Regions from separate parts of the Gossypium arboreum genome. Here region 2 is linked to region 1. A link is a contact called in public Hi-C data. All regions are on one chromosome and are shown on one strand. The core of a region is the stretch at or near the end of the contact, and the rest is flanking DNA. Distances in the headings are between cores, read along the strand shown.

Region 1 (5,342 bases), core at 68-2,567:
GCGTCCATAAAAGGGGAGGCAGCAACCATGTATTTGCCTGAATTTTGATCAGCAGAGACAAGGACATTGGTGGTTTGGCCTGGTGCTATTACGACTGTATCAATTTTGAACGGCTTAACATATGTGGCGTCAACTTCGACAACAGTAAGCTTATGCCCGGCAATCTTGAAAAAGAGCTCTTCATTGAGTGCAGCGTTGATTAGGCGTAACAAGTAGGTCTTGCCGCTTTCCACTGGCAATGAGAAACCTCCTGAATATGATAGCAACATAGACCATATACATCAAAGATCTTAGTTTAAAAACCAAGTTTCAAAATTTGAGACAAAAGTGAAAGGGAAGGAGAGTACCCTGTGAAGGACAACCCGAGACCTTTCCTGGGTGGCCATTTATGGTGTGAGCATCCGAAACATTTGGAGCCAATCCAGATTTGAGTGCTTCATTGATCACTGCTTCAGTGTCGGATTTCCACCACTCGGCGAGTACAACAACAACTTCCTTGTGGGGTTTCGGAAATGGATATGGAACACTGCGCTTAGGCAAGATAACAATGGCACCATGAACCGTGGACCTTAACCACAGAATATGCGCATGCCATAACAGTGTTCCTCTTTGGCCTGTGATGGTAAAGTTATATACATAGCTTTGCCCTGACTGAATTGGACATTGTGTTATATATGCTGGCCCATCCGCCCAACCTGTTCGAAGTTGCCTGATACCATGCCTGCAAAATCAAGTGAAACAAGGGGTCCATTTCTATGTTTGATTTTTTGAAGTGATATTCATGAATCCAAAACAGGGATTTGGGTGCTGACCAGTGTATGGAAACATTGTATTTGACATGGTTGACGACTTTAACAAGCACCGTATCGCCTTCCCTGGCGTACAAAGTTGGCCCTGGGAACTTACCGTTGACGGTCACAATGGGTTTACTTGAACATAATCGAGTGGTATTCTTCATTACCACCTGCGCATGTTACCAACACCTCAAATTCACTTAATAAGAAGCTTAATTTCTACATAACAAAGTAAAAAACGAAAAGTTGCTACTGAAACTGAACTACTTTACGTAAAGTAAATAAACCATATGTACTTACATTAAACTTGTAGTGCCGAACAGTGCAATCGACAAAAACAGGAAAAAGGACTGCGACGAGAACTAAAACTCGAATCGAAGAGTACATTGTGTCTCTTTTCTTCTAATCCCTTTTCACCTTGTCTCTCTCTTTATCTAAATATTTTTTGTTATTGTTTGAACACTTAGTTCACCTCGGCCTAGTTGCAGTCAGGTATGACTCACCACCGTACCCTTTTAAAGGGTGATAAGCCAATTGCTGCCATGTCGTTGTTACTTAGTTAGGTAGATGAATGTATCCTTTAGAAACAAGAATTATTGAGAATTAAACAGAGGGTTTTCCCATGATTTCTTGCATTTCACATAAAGTTGGTTTTTTTTTTTTTTTTTTGTACCAAATCATAATTGGAAGTTAAGTTATTGAACCTCTTAAATGCAGTTTCCAATTAATTAGAGCTTAATCAGAAATTTGGTTGGTTGGAATTTGTGGTCAATAATTTACATTTCAGCCAAAAAAAAAAAATAGCTATTTTTCTCCAAGATATTGTCTAAAAATGCTGGGCTTTTTACTTAAATCATTTAGCACCCTAAGTATTGAAATGAGACTATCTAGACAGATTCGGCCAAGTTAATTGAAATAATATAAAAAAAAGAAAAAAGAAGAAGAAGAAGAAGTTGAATTTGTATCCTTATAGTTTTAAAAGTTAGAATATCCTGAACATTTCTATGGGCCACTGTTTTAGTCGATCACTTTTTTAAATGCAATTCATGAACCTATTAGAAAAAATGAACAAACAAACATAGAGAATGACTATCTCAACTCAATTCTCAATTAACCAATTTCACTAAGCTTAATAAATTCACTGTTCACCTTGTTTTTGTTACTATTTGTTTGTTACAAAATGATTCTTTTATAGTCAAATTCTATTATATTACTTATATATATTGAGGTCATAAGTACCTTGATGAATATGATTGTGAGAATATTTTTCCCTTTCATCTATAATTTCTTGTATAGTATTAGAGTAGCAGTTATAGATGTTGGAACATTGGCAGCAGCAAAACACAAAATAAACAACAAATTTGCTCAAGAAGATCAAGTGAAACCAAGAGCAAAAATGAGCACAAACTTGAGCTAAAGTTGAAGGAAAAATCAGCAACAAAAGAAGGAAACAGAGAACAAAGAACAATGAAACAAATGCAAGAAACAAAGAACAAATTACTTGCTCACAAATGTGAAGCAAGGAAGCAATCGGCTTCACTAAGAAAATTGATTTGCTTACGATATGCTTACTCATTCAATAAAGAAACAATACATTTATAGAGAAAACACATTACCAAATACTACCTACTCCCACTTAGTAGCCTAGGGACTTGCTAAGCATTACTTGTACACATCAATAAGTGAATTATCACTCAATCATCACCTAAACACATCAAAACGTCAAGAACTTAGTTCATTTTCAACCAAACTAAACTAAATTGCAACTACAACAGACAACATGTTGTCATGCGGTAAAGATGCATACAAGCCGTATGCACTCAACAAAAACATAACAGTAGCATGGGTGGCCAACTTCCAACACTCCTCCTTGGACTCCATGCTGCAAATGTCATTCATTCATCAAGTTTTTGAACTTGGCAGTTCTTAGATGCTTTCTTTCAAGTTGACCCTGCACAAGAACTTCATTCTCAACTTATCTTCAACCTTGGCCTCATTATCAACAGAATCTCACTCACACACTTGACAATCCCAGTCTTTTGTGCCTAAATATTCGTTGATCAAATGGAGTCTTCTCCTCCTTCATAGCAAATCGACTTGCACACTTGACTATCCCATCTTTTGTGCCAAACATTTGCTCATCAAATGGAGTTTTCTCCTCCTTCATAGCCTCGGTTGACAACACATCTTGCCTAGCTTGTTCATTTGTTCATTCTCGTCCTGCTTTCTTCTTACACAAACAGCTTGCAAGTATAGTTTGCTTGCCTTCAATCTACACTTGCACCCTCTCGAGCTTGCATTTAGACCGTCCGCCACACTTTGGCTTGCACCCACTCGGCTTGCATTTAGACGGGCTCTCACTTTGACAGGCTCGCACTTGGTTTACTGTCTTCAACAGGCTTGCAACTTTACAACTTGCATTGAACTTCACCTTTGATGACTTGCTCTTCACATACCGCCTTCCTTGAAACTCCTCCTTGACTTATCCTAAGCTTGTTTGAGAGTCTCACGGGGTGAGTTGTCACTGCCTTCTCCTCCTTCAACTTATAGTCTCACAAATGTGAGTTGTTTGCTACCTTAACAAATAGCCCTCAAAGATGTTAGACTTTGGCGCCTTCTTTCTTAACAAGTAGCGAAGCAAAGACAAGCCTTCAAAGATGACAGCTTCAACGGCTCCTTGCCTTTCTAGCAAGAGAAGCAAAAATTCCAAAGGCCCTTTAAGATCATAAAAGCTCGGATACCATTTGTTGGAACATTGGCAAGAAAAAACACAAAATAAACAACAAATTTGCTCAAGAAGATCAAGTGAAACCAAGAGCAAAATGAACACAAACTTGAGCTAAAGTTGAAGGAAAAATCAGCAACAAAAGAAGGAAACAGAGAACAAAGAACAATGAAACAAATGCAAGAAACAAAGAACAAATTACTTGCTCACAAATGTGAAGCAAGGAAGCAATCGACTTCACTAAGAAAATTGATTTGCTTACGATATGCTTACTCATTCAATAAAGAAACAATACATTTATAGAGAAAACACATTACCAAATACTACCTACTCCCACTTAGTAGCCTAGGGACTTGCTAAGCATTACTTGTACACATCAATAAGTGAATTATCAGCTCAATCATCACCTAAACACATCAAAACGTCAAGAACTTAGTTCATTTTCAACCAAACTAAACTAAATTGCAACTACAACAGACAACATGTTGTCTGAAGATGCAAAGATGCATACAAGCCGTATGCACTCAACAAAAACATAACAAGAGCATGGATGGCCAACTTCCAACACTCCTCCTTGGACTCCATGCTGCAAATGTCATTCATTCATCAAGTTTTTGAACTTGGCGCTTCTTAGATGCTTTCTTTCAAGTTGACCTCGCACAAGAACTTCATTCTCAACTTATCTTCAACCTTGGCCTCATTATCAATGTAATCTCACTCACACACTTGACAATCCCAGTCTTTTGTGCCTAAATATTCGTTGATCAAATGGAGTCTTCTCCTCCTTCATAGCAAATCGACTTGCACACTTGACTATCCCATCTTTTGTGCCAAACATTTGCTCATCAAATGGAGTCTTCTCCTCCTTCATAGCCTCGGTTGACAACACATCTTGCCTAGCTTGTTCATTTGTTCATTACTGTCCTGTTTCTTCTTACACAAACAGCTTGCAAGTATAGTTTGCTTGCCTTCAATCTACAGCTTGCACCCTCTCGAGCTTGCATTTAGACCGTCCGCCACACTTTGGCTTGCACCCACTCGGCTTGCATTTAGACGGGCTCTCACTTTGACAGGCTCGCACTTGGTTTACTGTCTTCAACAGGCTTGCAACTTTACAACTTGCATTGAACTTCACCTTTGACAGACTTGCTCTTCACATACTGTCTTCCTTGAAACTCCTCCTTCAGCTTATCCTAAGCTTGTTTGAGAGTCTCACAGGGGTGAGTTGTCATTGTCTTCTCCTCCTTCAACTTATAGTCTCACAAATGTGAGTTGCTGCTACCTTAACAAATAGCCCTCAAAGATGTTAGACTTTGGCAGCTTCTTTCTTAACAAGTAGCAGAAGCAAAGACAAGCCTTCAAAGATGACAGGCTTCAACGGCTCCTTGCCTTTCTAGCAGTAGAAGCAAAAATTCCAAAGGCCCTTTAAGATCATAAAAGCTCGGATACCATTTGTTGGAACATTGGCAAAGAAGAAAACACAAAATAAACAACAAATTTGCTCAAGAAGATCAAGTGAAACCAAGAGCAAAAATGAGCACAAACTTGAGCTAAAGTTGAAGGAAAAATCAGCAACAAAAGAAGGAAACAGAGAACAAAGAACAATGAAACAAATGCAAGAAACAAAGAACAAATTACTTGCTCACAAATGTGAAGCAAGGAAGCAATCGGCTTCAGCTAAGAAAATTGATTTGCTTACAGATATGCTTACTCATTCAATAAAGAAACAATACATTTATAGAGAAAACACATTACCAAATACTACCTACTCCCACTTAGTAGCCTAGGGACTTGCTAAGCATTACTTGTACACATCAATAAGC
Region 2 (5,209 bases), core at 1,314-3,813, 320 kb before region 1:
AACAACAAGATAACCCCTTGTGGCTAAAACACCAAAGCTGATCCATGGATTTCTTCATGTTGTCCCAAGTTAAGGTGCTGAACATCAGTGTTTGAAGCAAGGAAATATGAATTATTTCAGGCTCATATCAAATTTTAAGCCTCTATAGTACAGTCTGTCATTTTGCAGAGGACTCGGATCCACATGGTGGTATCTATAGAACACACAATCAATCTAAGAATAACAGGTTACAACAGATGATGCAGACACACGACTAGACTAGAATTAACAAGAGCCCAAGCTTCAAGTAAATAAGCTTTTATCTTTTTGGTTCAATGATTCAGAATTTGAATGATAAATCACAAAACCACCTAACTGATCTCTCTTTAAGTGGAAACTACGGACTAAAATGCATCTCCAAGATATACACATCACTAGTAGGCTTCATCTTCATCTCTTTTAACTAATAATAATACCTTGAGAAAAGTCTTCCCACATTATCACCGAGTTTATTGATGTTGTTGCATTGACTGCATCTGGAAATGAGTGTTGTAAGATCCGAATTGAGATCTGGGAAGAGTTTCTCCAAGCAAATTTTGTTCCTCCAGCTTGGGTCCGTATGATGAAATCCCACAGAAAGGGGACAGGAAAGCATTGCAATTACTCGTCCGGTTGAAAACCATAGTTGCTCCATTTTGTTGCTTCCATTCAAAGTCGATCTCTTTAGTTGTGGCTAGTTTAGCTTGCTGCTGTGCCTGTATGACTGCAGAAGAATCACTTGAAGACGAATGCTTGCAGCGATCCGGTGACGAAGAGGGAGTATCAGGGACATTAACCGTTGTGATATCATGGATACTGGACCTCCTCTTGTCTTTCCCCCCAGTTACCTGCCTGATGAAGTATTTCTGAGCATGACTTGCCACTTGAGTCGGTGTTCGAGTAGTCACGAAATTGCGTGAAATATTTCTCCAATCCCCTTTACCGTACTTTTTAAGACCCATTAAGAATTGTCTGTCATTAATCATCAAGTCAAACATCATAAGCCGCTAGGAAAAATGCTGAAAACCATTGAACGGTACAGAATTTGCACAACCAAGAAAAGCGACATGCACCAACAAAACATACACAGTGTTTACCAACCAACCACATTGTCAACATTCATAACAATTGCAAGATTCAAACAGGAAACTCCATTGATACCTGATATCCTAAGGACTGATCATAATTGTCAAATATATAAAGAACCAAAAAAAAGGGCTAGCAGTTACCTGTGTTCTTCTTCAGTCCATGGCACTCCTTTCTTCCTTTCTTGATCAGAAGAACGAGACCCAGTCCCTCTTTTACCAGGAGTGTAATAGTGTCTAAATCCAGCAAAGCCTTGACTATCATTACCCCACTCCAATGTAAAAGAATCACTGCTATATCCAGGGATTGGAATCAGGCCAGCCTCTATATCACTCACATCTTCTTCCAATTCTCTGTATTGCTTGATGACATCCCCAACTGTTTTTCCAGGAATCATAGATGCCACCTTAATCCATCGATCAGGGGTATCTTTATCATATAAAGCCAAAGCATTTTCAAAGCACTTGTTCTCTTCAGGCGTCCATTTAGTACCTTTACTCTCTTGAAAAAACCAATTGGAAGTATGTAAATAAGAGGCTGGAGAGAGAATTTCAAGTCCCCTATTCATTTGTTACTGGTTATGTAAACTGCCAAAGATGATTTGCCCGTACGCAAAAAAAGAAAGAAGAAAACTATGCTTTTCTCCCTCTTTGAATGAAATTGTTCAAAGAGAGAGAAAAACCAAATTAGATAAATGCAGAGAAGTAAGGCTGTTTTAAATTAGCAACGAAATATCAAATCATAAAAACATTAAAATGGATTCGGAACCCTTTTTCACACAAGATTAAGTTGAGGAATCTCAAAAAAGTGAACTTTCCAAAACCCAAGGAAAATTCGAGAGCTGGTAGAAAAAAAAAAGAAGAAAAAAGCAGATCTTTGCAAATATAAATGAAAAACCCTAGACATACATAGTAGATCCAAAATTACATACTACAATTACAACTAGAAAATTGATATAGAGATTAAAATTTAAAAACCCAGATCATAGATTTAAACACAAACTGGAAAAAAAAAAAGAACGCAGTAAATCGATGAAGAAAGCAAAAACAATAAAACAAAACAAAGAAGGTTCTAGAGAATTGGAGAGCTAAAAGTGGGGGGAAATCTTTAGCAGTTTATATTTTGTTAGGAAGATAAAGCAAAAGCAAGGAGAAGAAAGAGAGAGTGCATGATAGAAATGAATTATAAGCACACTCTTTTGAGTTATATTTTGTACTGCTTACAAAACTATGAAACAGAGAATGATGAGACTGAAAGTGAAGGCAGAGAGAAAGAGAGGGGTCAAAGCTGCTAACTTGTGATTGGTGTTGAAGAAAACGGAGATTGTGGGCGCTACTGTGGCCAAAGCAACGTTCTTTTTCTCTAAAATATTATGAGGGAAGGGTGATGGCCAATCAGAAGAGAGACATCGACGGACATTTGGCTTGTTGGTGAATGAAATTGGATGTTTGGTTTTCTGGTCTTTTTATTTGGAGATGACCAATTTTGGCACGTGAGATGTTTGTCCTTCGTGTCATCCAAAGTTTTAATGGGAGGTGAAATGTGCTTTTTCATTACAAAATTAGTAGAGAAATTTGATTTTGAAGTTAAAAGTATTAAATATATTTTTTGAGAAATTATTAATTGACAGTGGAATTTTTAGATTTTGGTGAGATATTGATAAGTATTCTATAAGAATATAATAAAATATTAAAACAAAGATATATGTCAATATTTTAAGACTACTTGTGGAATAAAATAAAATACTCGTTTTTTTTACTAAACATAAAAGTTGAGATTTAGTTACTTTTAATTTTTGTATTTGGAAGTAAAATTATCAAATAACTTTATTCATATTAACTAGTTAAAATATATATAAGAATTAGATTAATGTATATTTAGTTAAAAGGATTTTTTATTCTCCCAATTTTGAAATTGAGCAAATTGATCGCTCTAAAAAATATTAAAGCAATTTAATCCTCGTCAGTTTCGAAAGTGAGCAATGTAATAACAATTAATAACGACGTTAATGTGTTGATTGAATTTTAGCTCAATTAACATAGACATTGATGTTAGTGTAGGAAGATGTGGGTTTGAGTGTGCTGAAGCGTATTATCCTCCTATTTAAGGGTTGGGGAGGGGCTATGAGTTGTTCTAGGCATTATATTAAAAAAAGTAGATATCATCAAAATCTATAATGAGATTGTTAAAAAAAATGACATTTATGTCATCTGTCAATAGTAATACTTTGATTGATATAGCAACAAAATTAGCCTTCGATGTTTACATATTTTGTCATTTTAGTCTTAATTCTAAAAAATTCAACAAATTTAGCCTTAATTTACACAAATGTAGTGAGATAAATTTGTTAAAATTAACATTAAATTGAAAAATATGTAAACTTTAAGGGCTAAATTTCTTATTGCCAAATCCAAATCAATTTTTTTTATGTTTGGTTCGATAAAACAAGTGCATTAATGTAAAAATAATGTACAAGTCAACTTTTAAAAAACAAGTTTTATAGTAAAATGTCTTATCATTTTGTTTTCTGTAAGACATTGTACATCATAACCTTCTCTACTTTCTCACCTACTCTAGAGAATATATCTTGCCCTTCTCTCTTTCTGTAACACCCTTAACTCGTTTCCGTCGTCGGATTAGGGTTACAGAGTATTACTAAACAATCAAAAACATTTGAACCTTATATCATTCAATTGTAATCACATAATAAATTATTCATACACATACATATAGTCCCTGAATTGAGCCCTTAAAAATAGTTTAGAAACAAATTGGGATCAATTTGAATCAGTTTGGAAAGTTTAGGAAAAAGATAAAAAATCTACAAAACAAGGGTCACACGGCCATGTGGCCAGGCCGTGTGTCTCACAAGGCTGAGAAACATGCCCATGTCTTGGGCCGTGTAACAATTGAACTAGGGACACATGGCTGTGTCTCAACCCGTGTTCCTACCCGTGAAACTCTCTAAGTAGGGTCACATGGCCGTGTCACACGCTCGTGTGCCAGGCCGTGTGTTAGGCTTTGTAACTCACTGACTTGCACCCTAAATAATTCATCAAATGACACATGGCTGTGTCGCTAGGCTATGTGTCTCACATGGCTGAGTCACACGCCCGTGTCTCAGGCCGTGTAGACCCAACATGAACCTTAAACAACAAGTTTACCAATTCAAGCTTACTTGGACTCTAAGTAATCCATTTACCAGCCAAAATACCTATTCAAAGTGACATTAAACAAGCTAAAAGCATGCTAAATCAACCATCTTAAGTGCCTAACCAATGCATCCTCATTGATACCACAAGTATATACAATTTTACAACAAAAAGAATTATCATTCAAGGCATTTTAAATAATACCATCTCACATTTAACCAATATTCCAAACATAGGCATCTCAATCATAATATTCCAAACACACTTACCATGATCTTGCACTTAAACATCAGACCTCATTCATATAAATCACATAAGTTGACTATTTGCATTTAAGATCATATTTTAACATTTTACATATCAAAACAATAGTAATGATATACAAGGCTATTACATGCCATATAATCCAAAATGAACATTCCAAAAACTACCAAAAATGGGGGGATAGTGTGACTTGAGTGCCAATCTGACCTTCCAATCTTCAAAATATCTATAAGAACAGAAAATAACACAAGTAAGCTCATTGAAGCTTAGTAAGCTCGACTGACTAAAATGATAAATCTTACCGAAATAAGTACAACAAGTCAAATAATACTACAACTATATGTGTTCCCTGTCATCCACAATCTCAACTGGTGAGTTGTAAAATTCAATTCAAAACTCAAATACATGACAAAACCATCAAATTCACTAAACAAATTACCTTTCCAAGATTTACAATCTGATGAACGACTTACAGATACGAGTACATCTATATTCCAACCGAAACACACCAGATGCTCATAAGACCTAGTTCAATCGATACACACCAGATGCTCATACGAGCCAGTCCACCTGATAACGCACCAATGGCTCCGAAGAGGTAATCTAACCGAAATCACACCAAAATAGGGAGTATAACACGAGAGTTTAAAATAAATGCTAAATTTTAAACCGTACGAACTTACCTGGAC

The links. Hi-C and Micro-C count contacts between places; a contact is called where the count stands out from the background.
Region 2: a Hi-C map of leaf shows a contact between it and region 1, with 2.5 times the contacts expected there. The contact joins the promoter of LOC108460927 here to the promoter of LOC108480706 in region 1. A contact is called at or near these places in 2 of 5 Hi-C or Micro-C datasets (both in leaf).

The regions. Positions count from the first base shown.
Region 1 is chr4:108,396,361-108,401,702 of ASM2569848v2, reverse strand. LOC108480706 (laccase-4-like) reads right to left here and starts at 1,317. Exons shown (of 5, transcript XM_017783783.2): 1 at 1,095-1,317; 2 at 813-964; 3 at 348-721; 4 at 1-250. The coding sequence starts at 1,181.
Region 2 is chr4:108,721,355-108,726,563 of ASM2569848v2, reverse strand. LOC108460927 (transcription factor DIVARICATA-like) reads right to left here and starts at 2,563. Exons shown (of 2, transcript XM_017760633.2): 1 at 1,248-2,563; 2 at 91-990. The coding sequence starts at 1,672. The coding sequence ends at 489.